Regions from separate parts of the Mus musculus genome. Here region 2 is linked to region 1. The links are chromatin contacts, called in public promoter capture Hi-C maps. All regions are on one chromosome and are shown on one strand. The core of a region is the stretch at or near the end of the contact, and the rest is flanking DNA. Distances in the headings are between cores, read along the strand shown.

Region 1 (5,259 bases), core at 960-3,459:
GAATTCAGAGTAGAGGGCAAGGTATGCCAGCCATACCCTGTATCAGGTTGGAACTAAGGGATGCTGGGAATACCAGGCGGCCAGGTTTCTGCTTTGATATGTTAACTAAGCACTTCAGCTAGTTGTCCCACAGTTTGAGATTTAACTTTCATCTCCCAAGTGCAGGAATTACAGGCAAGTACCACCATTGGTGGCTTCCTGTTAGTTTTTTTTTAATTTTTAGAGATCAAGACGACTGATAGGAAACAATAAGAATCTAAAGAGTTAAACTTTCTCATCCTTTCAAGCCAGTGATTGCCCAAGTCTAGTGGCCACACAGTCTATATCCACACATGGTCACACACTGAATGCCCAAGGGTTGAGGAAAGGATTCAGCTGTTGATCAAATGAGGTAAATGAAGATGGAGCTGGCTGTGGTGGTGCATGCCTTTAGACCTAGCACATACGAGGCAGAGACAGATGGATCTCTGTGAGTTCAAATTGACTCTGGTCTACAAAATGAGTTCCAGGCCAGCAAGGCTACATAATGAGACGCTGTCTCAAAAAAAAAAAAAAAAAAAAAAATCAAAACAATAAAATGATGAGATGATGATAGGTCAGTGAATTGACCCCCTGTTGGGTCAGAGAATGACTTCAACGGACTGTGATATGTGTTTGGGCGGGAGAACAGCTTGCTCTTCGTTCATGCCCAATATCCAGTAGCCATATAACAGTTCACAACTGTCTGTAACTCAAGTTCCAGGGATCCAATACCTCTTCTGGCCTCTGTGGGCACCCAGACATACATGTAGTACACAGACAGACAGACAGATCACCCATACACATAAAATCAAAATAGAAAAAAACCCTACACATATAAAAGTAAATAAGTCTTTTAAAACACGATGGTTCTTGCTGATCCTGATGTTGCCTGCCTGTAAGCCCCTTAGGGAGGTGGGTCACGAGATCAAGTTCATTAACATATGGAATGCAGCTCACCTGAGCAACAGGAGTCCCTCTCTCAAGCCAGTCCTCCACCTCCAACAAAAGATTCAATTGTTCTTTACTAGCTGCTTTCTGTGAGGTGACAAATGCATCATCAATAACATTCTAAGTGGTTAGGACCAAGGGTTTTAGGTGTTCTGCATATCCTACCATTTGTATCTTTCATCTGAATTTCATTTCATCTCTGTTCTGCCTAGCTTCCAGGAAAGGACAAGACAGAGTCTTCAGCACTTACCTACAATTACAGCTCTTCTCCTTCTCTCCTCTTCTCGCCTCTTTTCTCCTCTCCTCTCCTCTCCTCTCCTCTCCTCTCCTCTCCTCTCCTCTCCTCTCCTCTCCTCTCCTCTCCTCTCCTCTCCTTTCCTCTCCTCCTCCTCTCTCTCTCCCCTCCCCTCCTCCTCTCTCTCTCCCCTCCCCTCCTCCTCTCTCTCTCCCCTCCCCTCCCCTCCCTTCCCCTCCCCTCTCCTCTCCTCTCCTCCTCCCCTCTCTCTCTCCGCTCCCCTCCCCTCTCCGCTCCCCTCCCGTCCCCTCACCTCGCCTGGCCTCACCTGGCCTCGCCTGGCCTCTCCTCGCCTGGCCTCTCCTCTCCTCTCCTCTCCTCTCCTCTCCTCTCCTCTCCTCTCCTCTCCTCTCCTCTCCTCTCCTCTCCTCTCTCTCTCCTCTCTGTCTGTCTCTGTCTCTCTATCTGTGTGTGTGTGTGTGTGTGTGTGTAGGTTGTTTTAATTGTTGAGACAGGGTCTGGTAGCCCAGGCTGGCCTCTACTTTGAGTCCCAATTTCCCTAGCTCCAAATTGGCATGAATACTTCGAAGTGTTGCTATGGAGTCAGGGCATACCTGGCAAGAGACTGTCACAGTGTGTGACATAATATTCAATCACAGAATCTCCCACCTAGCATGGAGGGTGGCTCAGAAAGAACTCTAAGAAAGAAGAAAGTACCTCTTCGACCAGAAAAACAAAACTAAAACAAACAAACAAACAAAAACAGTTTTGCCAAGAAGTTACAAATGGTGCCCTTCCCCTTTTCTTAGGAAGACCTTTGCACACACATTTCCCTTTGCCTGTAGACCTCTTCAGTTAATTAAAGCAATCATTTAAAACTCAAGGGCTGGAAAGACAGCTCAACTGTTAAAATGCTTGCAAGCGTGAAAAATCTGAATCTGATGTCCAGAATTCAGGTAAAAAGTCAGGCTGGTGAGGTAATACCAGAGCACGCCCAGAGCTTTTGGGAGCTTTTGCCAGAGCAGCCTAATTGGGTGAGTCCCAAGCTCCGTTGACTCTATCTCAAAAACCAAAGTCGAGGGCTAAGATAGTATTGAGAAACATATCTGAGGTTCACTTCTGGTCTCTCCACATGCTGCTGTGCACACATTTAAGAAAACTATGCAGGTAAACGCTGAGAAAGAAACAGGCACAAGAAGTTGTCCCACCGGATTCTAACTCTTTCACTCTAGCGTTTATAATAGGGTCTTGTAATTGTATACTATTCAGTTGTATGGTTAGTTTGCTTAGATTTTTTCCTGCCCCCCCCCCAAAAAGGTCATTTTCTCACAAGATAATGGAGATTTGGTGGGCTTTCAGTATATATGGGTTAAGAGAATGAATGAAAGGAAATCATCCAGGATTTGTGTAGGAATTTTAGGACACAAAAGAAAACACAAAAAGAGAGACCCGTGCGTGCACTCGCATACGCACACACCTTGGGGGGGGGGGTAGTGTGGAGACCCACACTAATAAACGCAAGTCCCACACTTTCCTCCAGCTAGTGCTGGACCTCAAAGAACTAACCAAACTACCCACTCCCCAATTCTTGGCTTCAGAGGATGAGGTGGGTTTATGGGTGGATGCTGGAGCTGAGTGCTAGGCGGTCTATCAGATGAACAATGGTCAAATACGGGTGGAGGCCCAGGCCCTAGCGATTGGGCAGGCAGGCTGACCTCTCCCACGAGTGACCAGGGTTCTGCCTCAAGCTGTGATTAGTGATCCCCAGCACCCCGCCTCAACGCCGCGCACCCTCCCTCACCTCCTGCCCCAGGGCGAATTGGTTCCTTTCCGGCCAGCTGGAGCCTCGGCCTCCCAGTCGGTAGCAGTACCACAAATCCTGCGAAAGGAGTCCTCCGGGTAGAACCATGATGGTCGAGTTCGCGCCACTCAACACCCCGCTGGCACGGTGCCTACAGACCGCTGCGGTGCTGCAGTGGGTCCTGTCCTTCCTCCTGCTCGGTAAGAGCTCCGCCGTGCCAAACACTCACCAGACACAGTCCCTACCCTACTGCGCACAGCCTCTGGTTCCTGGGTCTGCCTGGTCAGACAGTGTTCACCTACTGTGGGACTCCCTGCTTTGGATTCCTCTCCCTCTCTCCCTCTCTCCCTCTCTCCCTCTCTCCCTCTCTCCCTCTCTCCCTCTCTCCCTCTCTCCCTCTCTCCCTCTCTCCCTCTCTCCCTCTCTCCCTCTCTCCCCCTCTTCCCCCTTTCCCCCTCCCCCTTTCTCTCTCCCTCTCTCCCCCTTTTCCCCCTTTCCCCCTCCCCCTTTCTCTCCCTCTCTCTCTCTCTCTCTCCCTCTCTCCCCCTCTTCCCCCTTTCCCCCTCCCCCTTTCTCTCTCTCTCTCTCTCTCTCTCTCTCTCCCTCTCTCCCCCTCTTCCCCCTCCCCCCCCTCTCTCTCATATTTCCTCTATGTAGCCCTGGCTGTCCCAGAAGAACTTGCTCTGTAGAACTCTTTATGCTGGCCTAGAACTCATAGATCTGCCTGCCTTTGCAAGGCAAGTGTTGGGATTAAAGACATGTGCAACTATGACTGGCCCGTACTATTTTGTTTCTAAAGCGAGGTTTGTCTTACTTACAATGGAAGACAATATACAGCTTTTCAATATACAGCTGGGTAAATTGGGGGCAACTATGGTCTCCCAAATGTAGTGATGGTCCCATCTAGAAAGTGGGTGCTATACAAAGTTTCATTTTAGTCTCTCAATGGCTGCCAATTCATTTCTGGATCCCTCAACTCATAATGAGTAAGTAATGCCCCTAGGTATTAAAACTTTGCCATCTTGACATCAGGACAAAGAGCTATTGTTAGTTTTCTATTTTCGGGTTGCCTTCGCTCCCGGGCTTTTCTGCCTAGACCCAACTACATGTTTGGGTTGGATTCGAGCGCCTTCTGTTTGGAAATAATTCACCCTGGGGTGTGTTCTGGAGTAAGGCTAAGCCCACGAAGTGACAGTATAGGATCCAGATAGCTGGACAGCACTTGGAGGAAGCTTGTCCTGAGTGTGTCATGCTCGTGGAGAAAGGTGGTGACACACAACGAGAAGAGAGGAATAACTATGAACTTCTATGCTTAAACTTTGCAGAGAAGCAGAAATGGCCCATATGGGCCAAGTCAGAGTCGCACACCTGTGGGGCTAAGTAATAATAACAACAGTCATTGCATTGCAGAGTTTTGCATGTTGGAAGCAGTTTCATGTGTTCAGTGCACTTACAGTGTCTCAGCCATGACTGTATATAAGGACCACTGAAGGAGCTGGGCTGCTGCAGCTACTGCTTCTTCTTAGTTATCCTCCTCTTCCTCCTCCTTCACCTTCCTCCTCCTCCTCCTACTCTTCATCTTTTTTTTTTTTTTTTTTTTTTTGAGACAGGGTTTCTCTGTGTAACCCTGGCTACCCTTGAACTCTTGCTGTAGACCAGGCTAGCCTTGAACTCAGAGGTCCACCTGCCTATGCCTCCTGAGTGCTGGGATTAAGGGCTTTAGCCACCACTATCATTGAAGGAGCTTTTTTAACACTCTGATGCCCAGGCTCCAGCCCTAGTATTTCTAGCTCGTTTGTCTTGGATTGCAGCCTTTACTCAGACATATAAAAACAAAAACAGAGGCAAAACTCTTCAAGTGTGCAGCAAGGGTTTATGAAAAGGTGATTCAGAGCACTAACTAACTCATTAGGGCCTCACAGACCAAACTCAGAGGCTGAGTGGTGACGGTGCAGTTCATTCTTCTCTGGACTGAGGACCAAGGAAGACCCCGAGGACACTATATCCAGCATTCAGTACTGCCAATGGCCCCCAAGCACCTTCTGTTATTACCCACACCCTCCTTATAGTTAGAGCATGTCAAGGACTCTTTCTCCTGTCTGTACAGATGGCGGAGCTGAGAGACGAAGTAAATTACTCTGTATCACAAGGCTAGTATAGTAAGTGGAGAAGCTGGAGGCAACACGAGTGTTCTATCCAATGTCCCTGGCTCAGCCACTGTGTGCCTGCTTTGGTGGCCTCACTTTCTAACCCA
Region 2 (5,259 bases), core at 1,898-4,397, 180 kb after region 1:
AAAATTGTTAATTTGCCAATGTTGAAAGGATGACAACTTTTTATTGTATATTGCATATATAAAGTAAATTAATAGTTTTGCATGTGTATAATTTTTGAATTTGTTTGTTTGTATGCATCTGCATTCATATATGTGGTTACATGTGCCACAGCACACCTGTGAAAAGTCTGTACAACCTGTGGGAGTTAACTCTCCTTTCATCATGGGGTTTCTTGTGTCATCAGGCTTGGTGACAAGTAGAATGTACCTCCTGAGCCATTTTGCTGGTCTCTCAACATAATATATTTATATCATGTGCATACGTGTTTTGCCTGCATGCATGTCTATGCACCATGTAGGTAAAGTGAAAGCTTGCCTTTGTAATCACAAGGACCTGGGTTTAATTTCCAGAACTCTTATTTAAAAAGTCAGCTGTGGTCATATCTGCTCATAATCCCAGTACCTGTGCTAGCAGAACACGTGGCTCCCTGGGGCTTACTGTTGCCATGGCTCAGGCCAGAGGACCCTGTGGAGGAGGGTTTGGAGAGCATCTCAGGAACAGTGCCAAAAGTTGTCTTCTGTCCTCCCACTCATGCGCATAGACAGACAGACAGACAGACAGACAGACACACACACACACACACATCTGTGTGCATATGCACCCATACGTGTAATCTCTGCACTTGGGAGATGGAATTAGAAAGATTAGTAGTTCAAAGTCGTCCTCAGCTATAGAGTAAGTTGGAGTTCAATCTAAGTTGGGAGAGATCTTCTGAAAGACATACAGGTGACACTCACGGAGGGAAGGAGGGAGAGAGCAGTGGAGGAAAGAAAGAGGGAAGGAGAGAGAGAAAGAGAGACAGAGACAAACATACAGGAGAAGAGAGAAAAGAGGAAGTAGGGAAAGAAAGAATGGGGGTGGTAGGTGTACTAAAATGGGAGACATTTTATGAAATAATAGGAAACGGGCAACTTCCCCTGGAAACATCACTATCAGGCATTGTTTTATTTTTCTTTTTTAGAAAGTTCCCAGGTGGACTTCTTTCCTTCTTTGATATATTCTTTTGCATTCTCTTGAAAATATGAGGGACTTTGGGCTTCTCTATAAGTAGTTCAGGTATTATGTGTTTATATGTCCATTTTGTGGAGCAGTAACTTTATTGATGAGGATTTTATCAAAGAAGATTGTATACACAGTGCTATAGAATATTCGTCCAATTCCCCACCCCCTCTTCATGCCGTTCCTCCGGCCTGTCTCCCTAGCCCCTACCACTTAACTTTCGGGGCAAGAAATCAGTTGGTGGCTCAGTGTGTAGAGAACTGTGCTCATGTGTCCCGAGTTACTCAACTGTTGGCTAACATCATGATTGTTGTGTTTCTTCAGGATATAGTCTCTTTGGTCCCACGTCTGCGGCATATCATTACTGTTGATGGGAAGCCTCCAACCTGGTCTGAGTTCCCCAAAGGTGTCATTGTACACACCATGGCTGCAGTGCAGGCTCTAGGAGTGAAGGCCAACGTGGGTACGTTGTGATCATTCCAGATGTGCACTCTCTGCTCACCTTGTTCTAGACTGTAACTGTGGAAATGGGTTCTTCTTTATTACTTTTACCTAGCCTTTAAAGAAAGACTTGAGGAAAATGCCAACACTTATTTATTCTTCTTAAATTATGGACTGGGAATGTTAACTCATTATGCAGAGTGTTTGCCCAGCATGCTCTAAGGCCTGGGTTTGATTCCCCAGTGTCGCATAACATTGGACATGATGGCACATGCCTGCCACCTCAGCACCAGGAGGTGGAGGCAGAAGGATCAGAATTGATCATCATTGACCAGGGAGCTAGTGCAAGGCCAGACCGGGCTACAAAAGCCAGACTGGGCTACATGAGACCCTGTCTGCAAAACAAGGGCAGCAATAACCAAAAAGCAGTAGTGGTTACTTGAAGTAAATTTAAAGTACTTACACATCATTCAATTTTCTGTTCACTTTTTCTGAAAGTTTTGAGTAGTTTAAAGTTAAGCACTTTAAATAGACACATTAGAGTTAGTCTTCAGCTAGAGTTTCTAAGCCAGGAGTCCTCTTTTTCACTTCTCTCTCCTCGTACTTGCCTATGCAGAGTTTTTAATCTTCCAGATGACACAAGGCATAGACACTTTCAAAGCAGTAACTGTCAAAGAAATGAGCATCAGAAAATGTAGACTGCAGGTCTCTGGCATGTTGTAATGGTATTTCCTCTGTAGTTAGAAGTTGGGTGATTCTGATTAGGGACAGGATAATGCTGTCATTACGGGAATATCAGGGATGATAATATTTTAGCATATTGAGTTGTAGGTATTGGTGGGCATTCAGAGAATGTTGACCAGTACCGTCTAGTTATAGAAAAAGAAAAGAAGAGAAAAGAAAAGAAAAAAAGAAAAGAGAAAAGAAAAGAATGTATTATGTGGTTCATTGTTAAGAAGTCATCTGGCCTGGTATGAGAGAAGGGGACATACTTGAAGAACCTTTTACATTGCATTAGCTTTGGGATATGCGTGTAGACAGGCAGATGGTGGTGATACCATCTGGTTGTCTCCTGTGCCTTTCCTGTAGTGTGTTGGTTGTTGATTTTAGGCTAGATGTCTTGTGACTACAGACAAGCAACACTGAGCAACCCTGGGAGTTGAGTATAACCAACAAGGTCATCTCCTGAAGCAGGGACACATTAGTGAGTGTGCAGGTATAAAGGTTCAGGCCCCTTTATTCTGAGGAGCTCCTCATTTTTTTTTTTTAATTCCATTTTCAACTTACATAGCCACTCAGCAGCCAAGTTTATATAGCTCCAAAGTCATTTTTGCTTCAGATGCTGGCCTGCCTCTGCTGAAAAGGGCCTTTCATCTGATCCCAGGGGTGAGATGCAGCCCTCCTCAGTGCCTTCTGCGGCTGCCTGTGGTGCTGGGTGCTGCTCCACTGGTACTTAGGGTTACTCCAGTCCCACCGCAGTGCTAGTGTTTATAGATGCCAGGCACACTTCTACCTTAAAGCCTTTGTACTGACTTGTTTACCCCCCCCCCCCCCCCCCCGTCTGTCTGTCTGTCTATTGATCAATCTATCGATCTATCTAACCAACGTACCAAATGGAACATGATCTGTGTAAACTGTACCAGAGCTTACCATGCGTCCTAGGCTGGCCTTGACGTTAAGATCTCATTTTAGCTTCCTGAGTGTGCATTTGCAGACATCTGCTACCATGTCCACTGCTTTGTACGTCTATGTGAACTACTGGCTTCCCAGGACTTTTGTGGCTACTTTGCTTACCCTTTGCCAGAATGCTGCACCTAAGCAGTGTTATCTGACCCTGTCTTTATTTCCTCCGTGGCTCTAATTATAGACTTAACCTGTTTGTCCCAGTATTGTTTATGCCTCCTTATGTGTTGACTGCTGTTTGAGTGTTAGAAGAAAATTGCTGATAGAGCTGAGTTTCTTCTTTTTTGTTTCCCTTTTTCTTTTCTTCAACGTAGAAAAGAAAGCTCACAGCAAACCACTGCCCTCAGATATTGCAGTAATCATGTACACAAGTGGGTCCACAGGAATTCCAAAGGGAGTCATGATCTCACACAGCAACATCATTGCTTCTATAACGGGGATGGCGAGAAGGATTCCAAGACTGGGGTATGTCATTGTAAAACTCAAGAGTGACTGTATTTGTAGCTGTTAAGAGTTCAAACATTTGTGCCATTTTAGTAGATGGTTAAAGTATTCCCCAGGTGTCTAAAAGTAGAAATTTTAGAGAACATTAATTTTAAAAGTCAACATTTTAAAATTTATTTGTGTGTATGTGTGTATGTATGTATGAATGTATGTGTGTCTAGCCACATGTATATGTCTGCATTTGAGTGCCAGCACCTCCTCTTTACTCGTGCGTTAGCACTTTGCTTCTGCAGCAGACCACATTCTGAAAGTGCTTGCCTCCTTGGTTTTCGGTTGGGCTATAGTTGTTCTTTCTGTCTCTAATCTCTATCTTATCAGCAGGGACTCAGATGCTTAGCTTAGCTGTGCTCCATGTAAGCTTGCTGTAGTCAACTTCTGGCAGAGAGCTCCCATAACCTTTTGTAGGCATAAATTTTTTTTGCAATGTACTTTTAGTAATGGTTCAACCTCTCCTTTAGCCCACCACCCACTAGAGACAGTGGAAGAGGAAAGTTATTAGGATATGGGGGAAGTGGTCCTGTTTAGCAAAAGTTCTTTTGGGGCAAGCTCAGTCTTCTGTCTTAGCAGTTTAGTCCTGCAGCAAATACCAAATAGGACTCAGCAGCTGCAGACTAGTCCTCTAGGCAGGCAGACAGCACACCCAGACTGGCAACTTACAGTCCAGTCCTCTCAGCAGGCAGATCACCGGGCACGAACCAGCAGCTGCAGTTGAATTGTGGAGAAACCGCAAGGTTCACCAACCGGCCAGCCTGAGGTGAGGCCAGCTGCCGCAGGAACCTCACAAGCAGTTCTCAGGCGAGTTTCTCTCAAAGGCAGCCTAACCACAGTTGAGCTCAACATTGCTATCTAAGGTGAACCAATAGGTGTGTGTCATTAGGAAGAAGAGTGAGGCAGAGCAAACCAAACCAAAACTCATCTCCCACTGCCTGTGGGGTCAGATTTATATTCCTTCATCAAGTGTCCTTTCATGTTTGCTCTATGCATACATCCTCTCACCTGTGTCTGCTTCAGGAAGACATCCTTTCACGTGTTTGCTCTATGCATACATCCTCTCACCTGTGTCTGCTTCAGGAAGACATCCTTTCACGTGTTTGCTCTATGCATAAATCCTCTCACCTGTGTCTGCTTCAGGAAGACATCCTTTCACGAGTTTGCTCTATGCGTACACCCTCTCACCTGTGTCTGCTTCAGGAAGACATCCTTTCACGTGTTTGCTCTATGCATACATCCTCTCACCTGTGTCTGCTTCAGGAAGACATCCTTTCACGTGTTTGCTCTATGCATAAATCCTCTCACCTGTGTCTGCTTCAGGAAGACATCCTTTCACGTGTTTGCTCTATGCATACATCCTCTCACCTGTGTCTGCTTCAGGAAGACATCCTTTCACGTGTTTGCTCTATGCATAAATCCTCTCACCTGTGTCTGCTTCAGGAAGACATCCTTTCACGTGTTTGCTCTATGCATACATCCTCTCACCTGTGTCTGCTTCAGGAAGACATCCTTTCACGTGTTTGCTCTATGCATACATTTTCTCACCTGTGTCTGCTTCAGGAAGACATCCTTTCACAGTTTGCTCTATGCATACATCCTCT

Evidence for each region. Promoter capture Hi-C pulls out the DNA fragments that hold promoters and counts their contacts.
Region 2: a contact with region 1 is called in a promoter capture Hi-C map of liver. The contact joins the enhancer-like site here to the promoter of Mogat1 in region 1. A contact is called at or near these places in 20 of 39 promoter capture datasets (the 3T3-L1 cell line, 3T3-L1-derived adipocytes, the C10 cell line and 9 more), 3 of 15 datasets of contacts at CTCF or cohesin (CD8 T cells, the NIH/3T3 cell line and embryonic stem cells), 19 of 484 Hi-C or Micro-C datasets (the AtT-20 cell line, the C3H10T1/2 cell line, the Patski cell line and 11 more), 2 of 115 datasets of contacts at active chromatin or transcription factors (embryonic stem cells and large pre-B cells) and 3 of 9 other capture datasets (adipose tissue, liver and pancreatic islet).

Annotation. Positions count from the first base shown.
Region 1 is chr1:78,508,851-78,514,109 of GRCm38.p6, forward strand. It overlaps Mogat1 (monoacylglycerol O-acyltransferase 1), which reads left to right and starts at 2,210. Exons shown (of 7, transcript NM_026713.3): 1 at 2,210-2,238; 2 at 3,018-3,205. The coding sequence starts at 3,112.
Region 2 is chr1:78,690,719-78,695,977 of GRCm38.p6, forward strand. Acsl3 (acyl-CoA synthetase long-chain family member 3) reads left to right here. Exons shown (of 15, transcript NM_001033606.2): 5 at 1,364-1,502; 6 at 3,478-3,628. Among named protein-coding and RNA genes, the nearest start is that of Gm51635, 13 kb to the left of the region's middle. Within about 2 kb of position 3,148, at least 4 of the 459 cell types and tissues checked have an H3K27ac peak or open chromatin away from gene starts, as enhancers often do. A contact at or near this core is called in liver, where this site is marked.